2 separate regions of the Mus musculus genome follow, and region 1 is linked to region 2. A link is a contact called in public Hi-C data. All regions are on one chromosome and are shown on one strand. The core of a region is the stretch at or near the end of the contact, and the rest is flanking DNA. Distances in the headings are between cores, read along the strand shown. Region 1 overlaps Gm31816 (a long non-coding RNA gene). Region 2 overlaps Gm31432 (a long non-coding RNA gene).

What was found. A called contact is a pair of places that touch in the nucleus more often than the background predicts.
Region 1: a contact with region 2 is called in a Hi-C map of the N1E-115 cell line, with 6 times the contacts expected there. The contact joins two enhancer-like sites. A contact is called at or near these places in 2 of 484 Hi-C or Micro-C datasets (the N1E-115 cell line and embryonic stem cells).

Annotation. Positions count from the first base shown.
Region 1 is chr9:47,278,861-47,285,089 of GRCm38.p6, forward strand. The region is part of intron 3 of Gm31816 (a long non-coding RNA gene); the gene reads right to left. Among named protein-coding and RNA genes, the nearest start is that of Gm39332, 39 kb to the left of the region's middle. Within about 2 kb of position 1,496, at least 37 of the 459 cell types and tissues checked have an H3K27ac peak or open chromatin away from gene starts, as enhancers often do. A contact at or near this core is called in the N1E-115 cell line, where this site is marked.
Region 2 is chr9:46,509,771-46,516,405 of GRCm38.p6, forward strand. The region is part of intron 1 of Gm31432 (a long non-coding RNA gene); the gene reads left to right. Among named protein-coding and RNA genes, the nearest start is that of Gm22659, 50 kb to the right of the region's middle. Within about 2 kb of position 2,126, at least 15 of the 459 cell types and tissues checked have an H3K27ac peak or open chromatin away from gene starts, as enhancers often do. A contact at or near this core is called in the N1E-115 cell line, where this site is marked.

The DNA of each region.
Region 1 (6,229 bases), core at 246-2,745, 770 kb after region 2:
CGAAGATAATATCTCTAAGTCCTGGGCATAAATCCAAAAAGGTCATTATTAACAGAAGAGTCCCCAAATCTGCAGGAAAAGGAAGAGCAGCAGTAATTGAGGAGGCAAAGCATTTCACCCAGACCTTTGCTTCCAGTCGCTGTGGCAATAGCAATCAGCTTCCCTGGCACTCCTGACTGGTGGACACACAACTGCTAGTACTGTGGATGGTCTCAAGCCTTGTGAGTCTCAGGACTTCGAGGGCAGGGTACTAAGCTGACTTGAGGGTGATTTCCTTATCATCACTCCTTGTGAAGTCAGGTCAGAAACCAAGGATCAGATCACTGGTCCCTTGCACTGACAACCCATTAGACGTTAGGAAGAGCCAGGGGGAGGGGCCCAGGTATCCTTCGACTCTCTGATCTTGGTTTTTGAGAGCCCCCTGGATCTGGATCATAAACCAGCTAATCCTGAGGTTCAGGATTAAGAGGATGGTCCCTATCCTTAAGCCACCTTGGATTAATCCATCCACCAATCAACAGGCAGCTTTGAACTGCTCCTTTCCAGCTGAGCCCAGTTGACTAGGAGCCGGTCCACATCTACAGAAAGATTAGACTTTTGCTAACTGACAGAGGAGAGCCAAAGTCTTAGCAACCTCACTTCCCCGCCTTTCTGTCTTGCTTTATCCCTGAAGCCATGAAGTACAATAGCAAAGACATTAAGGTTAGGCTCGGGAGCCAAGCCAAGTAGGACCTGCCACTCATCCGCTGGAAGGCTCAGGCAAAGTTCCAAGCCTCCATCCCTCTTCTGTGAAATGTGTCGTCATCTTTGCCCTGCTTTCCCAACACTGCCAAAGGATGAGCAGTGTCCAAGATAAATGGGCTGTGTGGGACTCATCCATATTTTGACCCTACCCTATCTTCTTCCACGAGCCTTAATCATCTTCACCCCACACCCAGTGTGATGGTAGCTCGTGAGCTCCTGGAGCTCTGGGGATAGCTACCTAACACCAAGCCGTGCCACACAAGCAAAACTATTTAAGGTCATGAAACATCTAGTGAGTCTGGAGGATCAAGATGGGGCTCCTCTTAGGTTTCTACCATAAATGCATCGGACGGATCTAATTAAGCTCAGACCATCACATTACCACTCCACCCCAAGCATCAGGGGCACCAGCCTAGACCCAGGGTGCCCCCCAAATGTACCTGATAATTAAAGCAATTTCTGCCCTGCCTGATCCCACACACACACCATCAATCTCTCCCATTACTGGAGAGGCAAACAATAAATAATTTAATAACTTGGGTCGAGTAGAATCTGGTTCCAAAACAAAGCGTTTTAATTCTCCAGTGCGCTGGCTTTCAGCATTACTGTAATCCCATTTCCCTTCACTTGACTGGGCCTTTTGCTGCTTTTTAGGCTTCTCGTATTTCTCCCCAAGTTTTCCCCATGGGGCCCTGACAGCTGCATTATAGCAGGGCCTGGCAGCCAGCATGACATCACTTGCTGTTCAAATCAGCAGCGGCTGGACTCATTAGCCTAGCAAGCTGCCCTCTTGCCTTGAAGACCATGGAGACCCATCCATGAAGCTGCAGGCAGGAAGGCCGTGCTGGACATCAGGGCCCTCTCCCTTTCCCAGCATCTTTTCCTGCCTATTCCTGAGACCTTCCAGTTTCTGGCAGCCCCGGTTATGAGGAAAGGCCTGGAAAGGGGAGCAAAGGAAGAGGGTATGACAGGTGACAAGCCCTTGCTTTTCAGAGTCCTTTCTAATTTCCATCATGCTCCCTCTTGGCACTGAGGCTTGGATCGTCCTCAGTCTAGGAGACACTCTCAAACTCTAAAGAGGGGTTTGCCTTTGCTACCTTGTAAAAGATAGCCAGGACTATGACAAGCACAGACCAGGGAAAGTCTCCCTGCCGGCTCCTCCCCGCCCCGTCCCCACCCACCATCTTCCATCTTTCTTCTTTCCCAGCAGCCAGAATGGAATATGCTGATTCGAGAGTCTGGTGCCCTTGCCTGAAGCCAGGGGGCCAAGGAGCAGCAGCTGCTGGGGAGGAGCATGGGTAAAAGGAGCCGCACCAATGGAGCCTTCGTTTAAATAAAGAGCAGGGGAGCATTGTGCTCCATTGATTACGATTTTTTTTTTCTGAATGTTGTGACATTTGCAGGAAGGCTAATTTATTCAAGCATGGAAATCTTTAAAAACTTAATTAAGTTATTTCTGTGATTTTCCATGCCTTATTGTTTCGAGTTCACATTTACTTTCATCCTTGTTAATAAAAAAAAATAATAATAATAAAAATGGGGAGGGGGTGGAGAGGAAGGAAAGAGAAGAAATGAGCCCTCCAGCACCTTCCGGACTGTGTTTGATGCTCTGTTCTCCAACATGAGGTCTCAGAGCAGCTGGGGCTTATGGAGTAGGAATGTCTCCTTCAGGGTCAGGCTCCAGGCCCCAGGCCCTTGGAGATGAGTTCTCCCAGTCCCTTTGTCTAATGGAGAACCCAGCTTCATCCTGAGGGCATTGGCATAAGCAGAGGTAAGTATAAACCATGGTGAGTCTCACAAGGGACAATGTCATCCTGCCATTTGGTGATTGTTCTCCAAAGCAGACTGGGTACTGCACTCTGGAGGGTGTCCCGGGATGGAATGACTAGGGTAGCCTGATGAATGGCAAGAGCAGAATCCAAGAAGCAGGACCCCATCCTCCAAGAACCAGACGTCATTCATACAGGCGTGACCATAAAGAATTGCTTTTCTCTCTAGCCTGAACCCAGAGTCCCTAGGGCCTTTGTCCATTCCTATCTCCAGCAGGTAGTGCCAGGAGTAGCCATGGAACCTCACGCAGTGATGGATTCAATGTAGATCCTACCTGAGTCACTAGGGATCTCAGAGCAAGAGGGATCTCAGATGCTGAGGTAGGTATGGGACAGAGCCAAAGGAGAGACTTAAATGAAAACACAGTCAGGATTCCTACCAGGAAAATAAAGTCTATGCTGTCAGAGAGAATAGGTAGGTCTACCTATACTCAACTTTCATTTCCACAAAGGCATACCTGACAGGATTCTGGAGTCAACGTGGCTCCACACTGAAGAATTGAGAAGTGGGTTGGCTGGAGGCTGAGTTGGAAAGAAGGCCACTCTAGAGTTTGATGCTGGGAAGGATCTGGTTAGAACAGGTTAAGAGGAGGCAATTACTCTCAGCTGCCAATGCAGAAAGACAAAGGGGAAGTATTTAAGCACGGGGCAATGGGGAGATTTCAGGCTAGGCTCACTACCTTCATCCCTGGGCTTGCCTAGAGAAAACTTCCAGGAAGGTGACAAACCCAGAGCAGACAACATTAATATTCTCTACTGGGGGGAGGGGGGCTTCTTGATGTCCTTTATTTCACTCCCTCTAACTTCTCTGGAGTATCAGCTCTCTGAGAAAACATAAAAATATTCCTGTTATCTACATGGGGCTATGCATTCTGCCCCAATTCCTAAATGTATTATCTGCTCTAAGTCATAAGTTGACTGCCTCTGCTGGGACCAGAACCCAGGTCATCTGTATGCCAATGGCATTTGCATGTATTATTTTTAAGTCATTAGTCTCTGCCTGATATTCTGAGTCAAAGAGTTTAATAGGAGAAATTTATGGCTTGTCTCCTCCAATCAACACAATAATTCATGGTTGTGTTGCGTGTGCTACACTAATGGAGATTGCTTTCAACTGGGTGTAGGGTGTTTTAATCCCCCTTCAATTCATTAGCCAGTTCCTCCCGAAGCATTGAGAAGAACAGCAGCTATTTCCTTCTACCCAGGCTGGCTGCTAACACAGTGGGTCTCCAAGTGGGGTCCCCTAAGAGGCCTGCAGGTGGTCTGCGTGCTAAGCCAAATGGAAAGTTATACAAAGTGCTTTTTCTTCAAGCAGATCCCCAGAGCAGATTTGAATCTACATTAAAAAGGCCCAAATTGAACATTTTCAAAACTATAAGCACTTTAATGGTTATTTTTACATTTGCAGAAGTAAGATGATTTTTAAGGTGTTTGTACCGACAAGAGATAGGTGTGCAGTACCTAGAGCCCAGACCCTCTGCTGCTGAGCATGGCTGAGAGTGGGGTGTTCAGAGTCTGCTGTGTTAGGTTGTCTGGGCATGTATTCGCTTCTTAAGAAAGACAGCCAAAGTGCCAGAGTTCGGCTGTCAGTCCCTCCATCTCTTCCCAGGCTCAGTAGTAAATAAAGCGCCTCATCTCCAGCAGATTCCGTGTACTGTTGTGGGTAGCAATGTAGATCTCTGTTTATGTTATATCACTCCAAGCCTGGATGTTCTGTGTGGTGCCCAAGCTTATCTCCTAAGAACCTGACAACCAGGAGAGAGAGAGAGAGAGAGAGAGAGAGAGAGAGAGAGAGAGAGAGAGAGAGACAGAGACAGAGACAGAGAGACAGAGACAGAGAGACAGAAGAGAGAGAGAGTCAGAGACAGAGAGAGAGAAAGAAAGTCGGGGGAGGGGGGCTCTCAAGCCTCCATAGGTGAGGGAAGAGAAAAGAGCAACAATCAACAGAAGACACTGTGGGCATGTTAGCCTTGGTTGAATTCACTCAGTGAGAAGAGTTGAATACACTCAGTGAGAAGGGGAATGAACAGGAGAAGGGATTTCTCTCTAAGCCCATTGAATCCCCACTCTCTGCCATGCCCAGCACTCCAGTGTCATCAATATCACTCATAAGCCCTTTAACAAGATGTTTAGTTCTTGGGCTGCTCACTGGCTCTCAGGTAAACTGTTTTTGTTTCCTGCATGTCCTGCCTTGTCCCATCCAGGATTTTAGGCAGCTCCTCACACCATCTGGTAGACCTCCAGACCCTCTATATGTTATGTCCTCTTCACATTAGAACAAAAACAGAGTCCTTTGTCTTTTTATCTCCTCAGCACCATAAGCTAGACTCTAGAATTCTCCACAGTCTTGATCTGACCTCCTCCTTCTCCCCAGTCCTGTTTTGGTTGTTCTTAAACCATGGCATGCAATCAAACTGTCTAAGGGTTTGTAGAAGCAAAACATTGGCCTAGGACCAGAGCTGTTGACTCAGTGGGTCTTGGGGGGACCTAAGACTGTGTTTTCCTAACAAATTCCCAAGTGATGAGAGAACTCACTGCCTGGCATGAGTCATGTCTACGCCAGGCAGCTTTTGAGCATGCTTGCAAGCATCCTTCTGTGTTGTGCATCCAGGGCCACTCGGGTGGTAATGATCTCCTTATCCACAGTGACAGAGTCAAAAGGATCCCCCATTCTGCCTGAATGGCACATCAGGCTCAGCCACTCCCCAACTCCCCCCCCCCCCCACATGCCGGTGGCTTTTTCTCTCTTCTCTTCTCCCACTCTCTGTGTCTTCCCATCCATCTCTGTCTGCCAGATTCTCACATCCAGGCTTCCGCTGGCATCTCTCCATCATCCTCATCCATCTAACTGGGTGGATATTTACATTTCTAGAGCCCAGTTGTGTTGTCATGGTTCTTCCTCCTTCAGCCAAACAAGGATTTTTCTCTCAAATCTACTTACAGGCTAATAGGGGGTGGGGTGGGGTGCTGTCCCCCAATCTGAGGAACCTCACTTGAGACTGTTTATTTTTTTAAGAACAAAGAGTGACTGTGGCAGGAAGAGGGGGCAGACAATCCCATGCCGTACCTTTGCCCACAGATATCTCTCTGGCCTGCTTCTTCCTATTCAGGGACAGGCTAGAAAATAAACAGGCCATTTGGTTTGGTCCTATTGATCCTTTGTAATCATACAAGGCTGACTTGGAAACACTCCCAGAGGCCCTGTCATCAGCATTTATTTGCAATTCTTAATGAAAGGGTATATATTATCATATATATTCATATATATATATATATATATATTCCTCCCTGGAGCATTCAGCCTTTAAATTTTTTATTTTATTCATTGAGTTAGTGTAAGCTACCCCAAATTCAATACATAGAAAAAGATGAATGACCTTGAATGTTCCTGAACCACCTGCCCCCACTTCCTGAGTGTTACATCATAGCAAGCATATGCCTTTGATCCATGAGAAGTGGGATGACGGATGCTAGAGGTAGAGAACATGGACCCTGGTCTGGATTGAACCCCAGCTCTAACCATCCCTTGTGAAATATGTGGTCACATACATGTGCCACACCTCATTAAGTTCCAGTGTCCCCATCTGCAAAATGGGCACGGTACTCCAATGTCCAGAGAGCTAAGTGGAATGGTCACCCAGCATTTAATCACGCTC
Region 2 (6,635 bases), core at 876-3,375:
ACAAAATAGATTAAATGCTGGGCTGTAAATGAAAAGGTTTTTTTTTTTTTTTGAATTGTCTGGTTTATTTTTTATTTTTATTAAGTTATGAAAAGCAGCATGTTAGGAATGGAATTGTAAAAGAGGGGAAAAATGGAGGGTGGGAGGGAGGGAAGGAGAGATGGGGAAGAAAGAGAGTAAAGGGAGGGAAGAGAAAGGAGAGAGAGAGAGAGAGAGAGAGAGAGAGAGAGAGAGAGAGAGAGCAGAGCCAGCACCAGAGGCTAGCAGACCCCTCCTGCAATCACTTTCCCTGTGCCATTATCCTGCCTCTTCAACCCCTAGCCTGCAAGAGGGAGCAGGAACTGGCTGGGCAGCCAGGAGACACTAGCAAAGGCGTGATTGATAATTGGCGACTGTAATTCTATAATTCATCTCTGCATCGCAGTGAAATTAAAAGAGTTTAGGTTCCTAAGCATAATGATCATCAATTAAACGCCGGGGAGATTTAGTGTCTTCATTTGAATTTTGTTTTATTTATTTAAATGTCTCTTATGCTGGGGGTTGGGGGAGGGCAGCACAGAGTGGGGGCAGCTGAGTGAAGGCTAGCCCCCAGGCAGCTTGGAGCAGCCAGGTTGCATGGGCTGCCCCTGGGGGCAGCGCAGGGCAGAGGGCTTTTTGAGACAGGGGATCCATCATCTCAGGCCTAATCAGTTAATACTGATAAACTGCCAGCAATAACTGCCAATTGCACCGAAGTTCATTCTTTCAGGGAGTGCCCTGCCACATCGGGGAAGCGCTCCTGTCTCCAGGAGGGAGAGGATGCATTTGGTGGAGGCAAAGCCATTTCTTCTCTGAGAAGGGCTTGAGAGCAGCCCAGCCTGGTGGGCAGCCTGATGAATCTGGCCTGTGCCTGGTGTTTGAGCTCAGGTTTGGATACAGAGGTAAGGTGTACTTCGATGTGACTGTGGTTCGGTGGGGAGTGCCCATTTCTCAGCCCCAATTTGCATACATATCAAAACAAAGCTTCAGAAACAGAGCCACTCACTGCCTCCCTAGCTGTGTGACTCAGTTTCCTCCCTGGGAGAGAGGGGATTGTACTAGATGGTCCGGAGTGGCCCTTTGGCTTGATTTTAGCTGTCCCTGGCCACTGGCCCGTAGACAGGATGCCTCGCCCATCTTCTGCCCTCTTTATCCACCCCAGTTATAGCCTGGGTACCCTGGCTGCCATCTCTGCCTCTCGGACCCCCTTGACCCTCCCCACATGGCTACCCACTTTGCTGGGTTGGTTATTGCTACAGTTTCCCAGCATTCTCTGATTCTGACTTCTCACTTGCAATCAAGAAACTAAAAATAGAGAGTAAAGGAAGCTCTCCGAGGGGGGTTCCTGGGGGTGGGAAAGTGCTCTAGTTCCCCAGGGGAATGAGACCTCATCACCATCAGAGTACGGGAGGGGGGTTGCGGGGGGGGGGGAATCTAACCCAGACCAGTGACAGAGTTGGAGGCCAGGGGACAGAGGCTTCCTGATCAGCAAGAACAAGGACCAGGCTTGAGAGACAGTGTGTGAATGCTGGAGATAGGCAGGATTAAGCAGCAGCCTCTGGGTCTTTGTGCAGGAATCCCATTGTATCCCCAGCACAAGAGACCCTTTCCCTGAGCCAAGTGAGGGGCTGAAATCTTGGGACCAAGGTCCACCCCCATAGCCTGGGCAGAGGGGCTTTGTGTTCTAATTCATCCGCCAGGAGAGGGCACCCTGTTCTAATTTTCACAAAAGTGTGCTCCATGCTCGGGGAAGCATCCTGGAGAACGTTCTCAGAGTTATCCTATTGTGCTGGTAGACAAGCAGGACCCACGTGCCCTGATCAGGGATCTCTCCTTCAGAGCCTTGGATTTTAAAGGAGTGGGCATGGTGTGATCAGGTGGGGTGACTTGGAAGCAGTGAAGCTGTGTCGGGGCGGAGACCTGGCTTCTCAGACTTGCAGGCTTTGGGGGCTAGGATGAGGAGTTTGGCCCACTGGCATGAGCAGAGAAGGGTGCTGTGGGATCTCAGACACACAATTTCAAAACCCAGTCCACCTCCCTGTCCTGGGAAGAGCACCCTGGAGATCTGAGGAATGTGCGAGTCTACAGCCATCCTACCCTAGACGTGCCTGGCCTTGTCTGAAAAGCGAGTGAACTCCTGCAAGTAACTGCTGGTTTGGGGATACACCTGACTGTGGAGTCTGGACCCCTGGCTGCAGTTCTGGATATACTATGTCCATGGGCTCACTGCTGCTTTTTCCTCTGACCCTCAGTTGCCTTCTCCTGTCCAATCGTAGGATAATTGCCCACATGCTCTTGAGCAGGCTGCATGGGGGTTAGAACTTTCATCTCTTCTGCACAGACAGAGGCAGTGCCTGGACCTTATCTTCTGAGGAACAGTGCAAAGGGATGTTATCACCACCCTTGCTTGGCACTGCCTTAGAAGCAGCATGCTTAGCTGGGACTGTCATCAGGACCCATGATGCTTTTCCTCCTGGGGAAGAAATGGCTGGCACTGGAACCCCAGGATATGCCAGTGTTTGTACCAGAGATCCAAATCAAGATAATGTCTTTCCATCTCCTCTCCATCTTTTGAACTCTTCCCAGTTCCTTTACCAAGCACATTTCTATCACGGGACTTGGCCCTCAAACACGTGGTGACATCAGCAGGGAGAGAGGGCAGGGTGGAGCTGAACCCTGCCACTTGTGGTGCCCCGCCCCATCCCTCCCCCCACTAGCTTTTCTTAACCTTGTCCACGAGGCTGACTAACTTCTTGTACTTAGCATAAGTGCTTTTCTCTCTCTCCACTTTGGGAAGATTGAAGGCCTTCTAGAGAATGGGGGGCAAGATGAGGGTGACCCCAGGTTTCCAAACACGCTTACCTCATGTCCTTGTCTTTTTCCATCCTGAGCAGGCCATCCATTCAGGACTGCTCTGAGGTCAAAGGCTGTTCTGTACTCCCCAAGATTGTCTTGGACTCTTTGGACAGCTCTGTCCCTGTATTTGAGATGAGTTTAGAGGAGACAGGACTCTATAATTTTCTGTGTGGGATCCACAAAAGCTACAAGCCCAAGTGGGCAGGCAGCCCAACAAAGGCTTTTAAAAATTACCATGTGCTGTCCTTTCCTCTGATTACAAAAGCAATACATATTCATGGTAAAAATTTTGGGAAATACAGAAAAGCACAAAGGAAAAAAATCATTCATATTCTATGTTCCAGAAGCAACCATTATTAACATTTGAGGTATTCACCTTGTCCTTCCCTTTCTCGTGGTCTCTGCATCTCTGTCCTTTAACAGAAGCTTCATGCAGCAACACTGTTGTGTCACCTGCTTGGTGATAGTGTACCAGGAGCATTTCCACATATAGTAAAAGCCATTTGATGAGTGTGGCCAGGTGTTTGGTCAGGGAAATGGCATGGGGTGCGGATGAGGGTAGGGGTGGTGGAGGCCATGACAGCAGGACTGTCAAAGGAGGTCTCAGTGCTGATAGATCTGGCTCCTTGGCTTCCAGACCATCAAATCCATCAGCTGAAAGAACAGCCCTTGAGGTAGACAGCAGGAAACCCCGTGACCTGAGAAAGGTAGACAGTTGAGCTAGCCATAGCATTGAAGATTGGTTACTGTATTGGCCACCTTCCTCCACAGGTTCTTGTCCTGGCCACAGCAAGCTAGCAGGAGGTAGGCAGGACTCAAGGTCATAATCACTGCTAGGCTGTAACAAAATAGGCTAGGCATGCTAACCTGGGAGACAGAGGCAGGAAGATTTTGAGTCCAAGGCTGCCCTGGACCATATAACAAAGGCCTGCTTCAGAAAAGGAAATCAAACCAAACCCCAAACACCCAACAATGATAAAACAAAAAGAAAGCACTGTAGTGTATACTAGGAATACAGCTAAAAAGGTGAAGGTCTGCTTTAATACCACTTGGGGTGAAGAAGGATGCTGACAACATTTCCAATAGTGCAGGCTGAATACTGTAACAGGTGTGGTGGCTTGAATGAGAATGGCCCTCATAGGCTCATGTTTAAGTACTTGGTCCCGAGTTGGTGGAACTATCTGGGAAGGATTAGGAGGCGTGGCTTGTTGAAGGAGGTATGTTACTGCTGGCAGGCTTTGAGGTTTCAAAAGACTCATATCATTTTGTCATTTCTCTCTGTTTTCTGTTTGTGCTTGGAGATGCGAGCTCTCAGTTTTTCCTACCTCCACACCTTTGCTCTGCCATCATGGATTCTAATCCTTTGGAACCATAAGCCCACGTAACTGTTTTCTTTTATAAGTTGCCTTGGTTGCAATGTTTTGTCACAGCAACAGAAAAGGAACTAGCGGACAGGATACCTTGGGGTCATTGTGTGTTATAGAGCTTCAGTTTTGCTGAGCAATGAATACAAGTCTGGGATCCTCAGCAAGCCAAAACCCTGAACAAATAACCGTGGGACACTGGTCTTTCAAATGCAGGAATCCATGCCCATCTCATCAGCATACCACATTAGCCTTCTGTGAAGCATTCTGATCGGGCCAGCTGACTTCTGATGAGCCCATCTCTATCTGACTAGGCTTTTACTGTCTTCAAACTCCACTCAGCAAACCTAATAACCGAGGTTAAAAAAAAATCACAAAGGACAGAACCTTTTTTTCTTTTTTGAATGATGTACATTAGTGGATGGCAAGCATATGAAAAGATTTTCAACATCATTGACCACTAGAAAAATATAAATTGAAGCCACATGAGATAATATGTTCTATGCCAGATAGAGGAAAGATGAGAGAGAGAGAGAGAGAGAGAGAGAGAGAGAGAGAGAGAGAGAGAGAGAGAGAGAGAGAAGGGGAGGGAAGAGTTGGTAAAGAAGTAGTTGTAACTTTGTGTTCCATTGATAGGGATGCAGAATGGTAAGAGCCTATTTAGAAAACAACACCACTCTTTAAAAACTGAAAAAACAGAATCACCATGTGTTGGCAATTCCCTTTCTGGGGACATTTTTATAAGGACTGGAACGGTTTTGAAGAGATGCTTACATATTCAACTTGCAGCAGTGATGCTCACCACAGCCAAGGCATGGGAGCAACCCTTACGTCCACAGACAGATTAATGGGAAACCAGAAGGTGTTCCATACATAAGAAGAAATTCTACTCAGCCCCAAGCCAGAGAATATTGTTCCATGCTCCAAGCAAGGTAAACCTTGAAGATGTTATCGTGAGATAAGCAGCTTGCAGAAAGACAGAATGGTTGACATAGCTGATTTGTGCTCACAGTTTCGAACAGTTCCACTCCCAGTTCCTGGCTTCATTCATTCTGGGCCTGTGGCGAGGATAAACATCATGATGGAGGGAGTCTGTGGAGAGGGAGCCATCCAGATATTTACCTCATGATGGGAAGCAGAGGAGGAGGGAGAGGAGGACGAGGAGAAAAGAGAAATAGAGGTCAAAGACAAAACAATCTTAATTGCTCACCCTCATCCCCCAGTGACGCTTCCTCCAGCTTGGTTGCATCTGCAGAAATTTCCAGAACTTTCCCCTATACCAGTTGGGGAGCACATGCATCTTGGGGGGAACATTTTGTGTTGGCACCACAGCAATGGGGAATTTAGAGTGGTCAAATTCATAGAGGTTGAAAGTAGAATCGGGCACCTGGAGAGTGGGGCAAGAGGAAATGGAGACTTGTTCAACAAACATTGGTGTCAGGTTTCCATTCTGGACACGGGTTGTATGACAGGCAGGTAGGTATGTAACACTATTGAGTTGTGTACTTAAACATGTGTCTTAGTCAGGGTTTCTATTCCTGCACAAACATCATGACCAAGAAGCAGTTGGGGAGGAAAGGGTTTATTCAGCTTACACTTCCATACTGCTGTTGATCACCAAAGGATGCAGGACTGGAACTCAAGCAGGTCAGAAATCAGGAGCTGATGCAGAGGCCATGGAGGGATGTTCTTTACTGGCTTGCTTCCCCTGGCTTGCTCAGCCTGCTCTCTTATAGAACCAAGACTACCAGCCCGGGGATGGTCCCACCCGCAAGGGGCCCTTCCCCCTTGATCACTAATTGAGAAAATGCCCCACAGCTGGATCTCATGGAGGCACTTCCCCAACTGAAGCTCCTTTCTCTGTGATAACTCCAGCTTGTGTCAAGTTGACACACAAAACCAACCAGTACAACATGCTTAGGATGAGAAATTTATGTCAAGTTTGTTTAACTACATTAAAAAAAAAAAAAAGCTGATGTTATTCTTGCCTTCTCTGGCCAGCCCAGCACGGGAAGGTTGCCCTTTCCCTAGAACTCTTCTCTGGGAATAAGTGATTATTCTCAGCAGCTGGTTTCATCTTCCTGTGATATTCGAGATTCCTTTTGGGCAAGTTGTTTGAAGGTAGGGATAAAATCTTTACCCCTTTACACTGTCTCAAGCCTAATCACGGTTCAATTAATATCTGCTGACTGGATTGTCACTTCCCTTGATGTGTTTTGGTCAGTGGAGCGGGCGGGTGATGGATGGAGAGAGACGCAGAGGAGAGAGTGCCTGGCTGAGGGTCTAGCTTCCACTTGTTGACTGTGAATTGAGTAGGCAACTACATCCCGCTGTGGTCAACCTCACACATATTCACATTATTTTCACTGGCACATAGACGGGGTGGGTGCAGTGAGG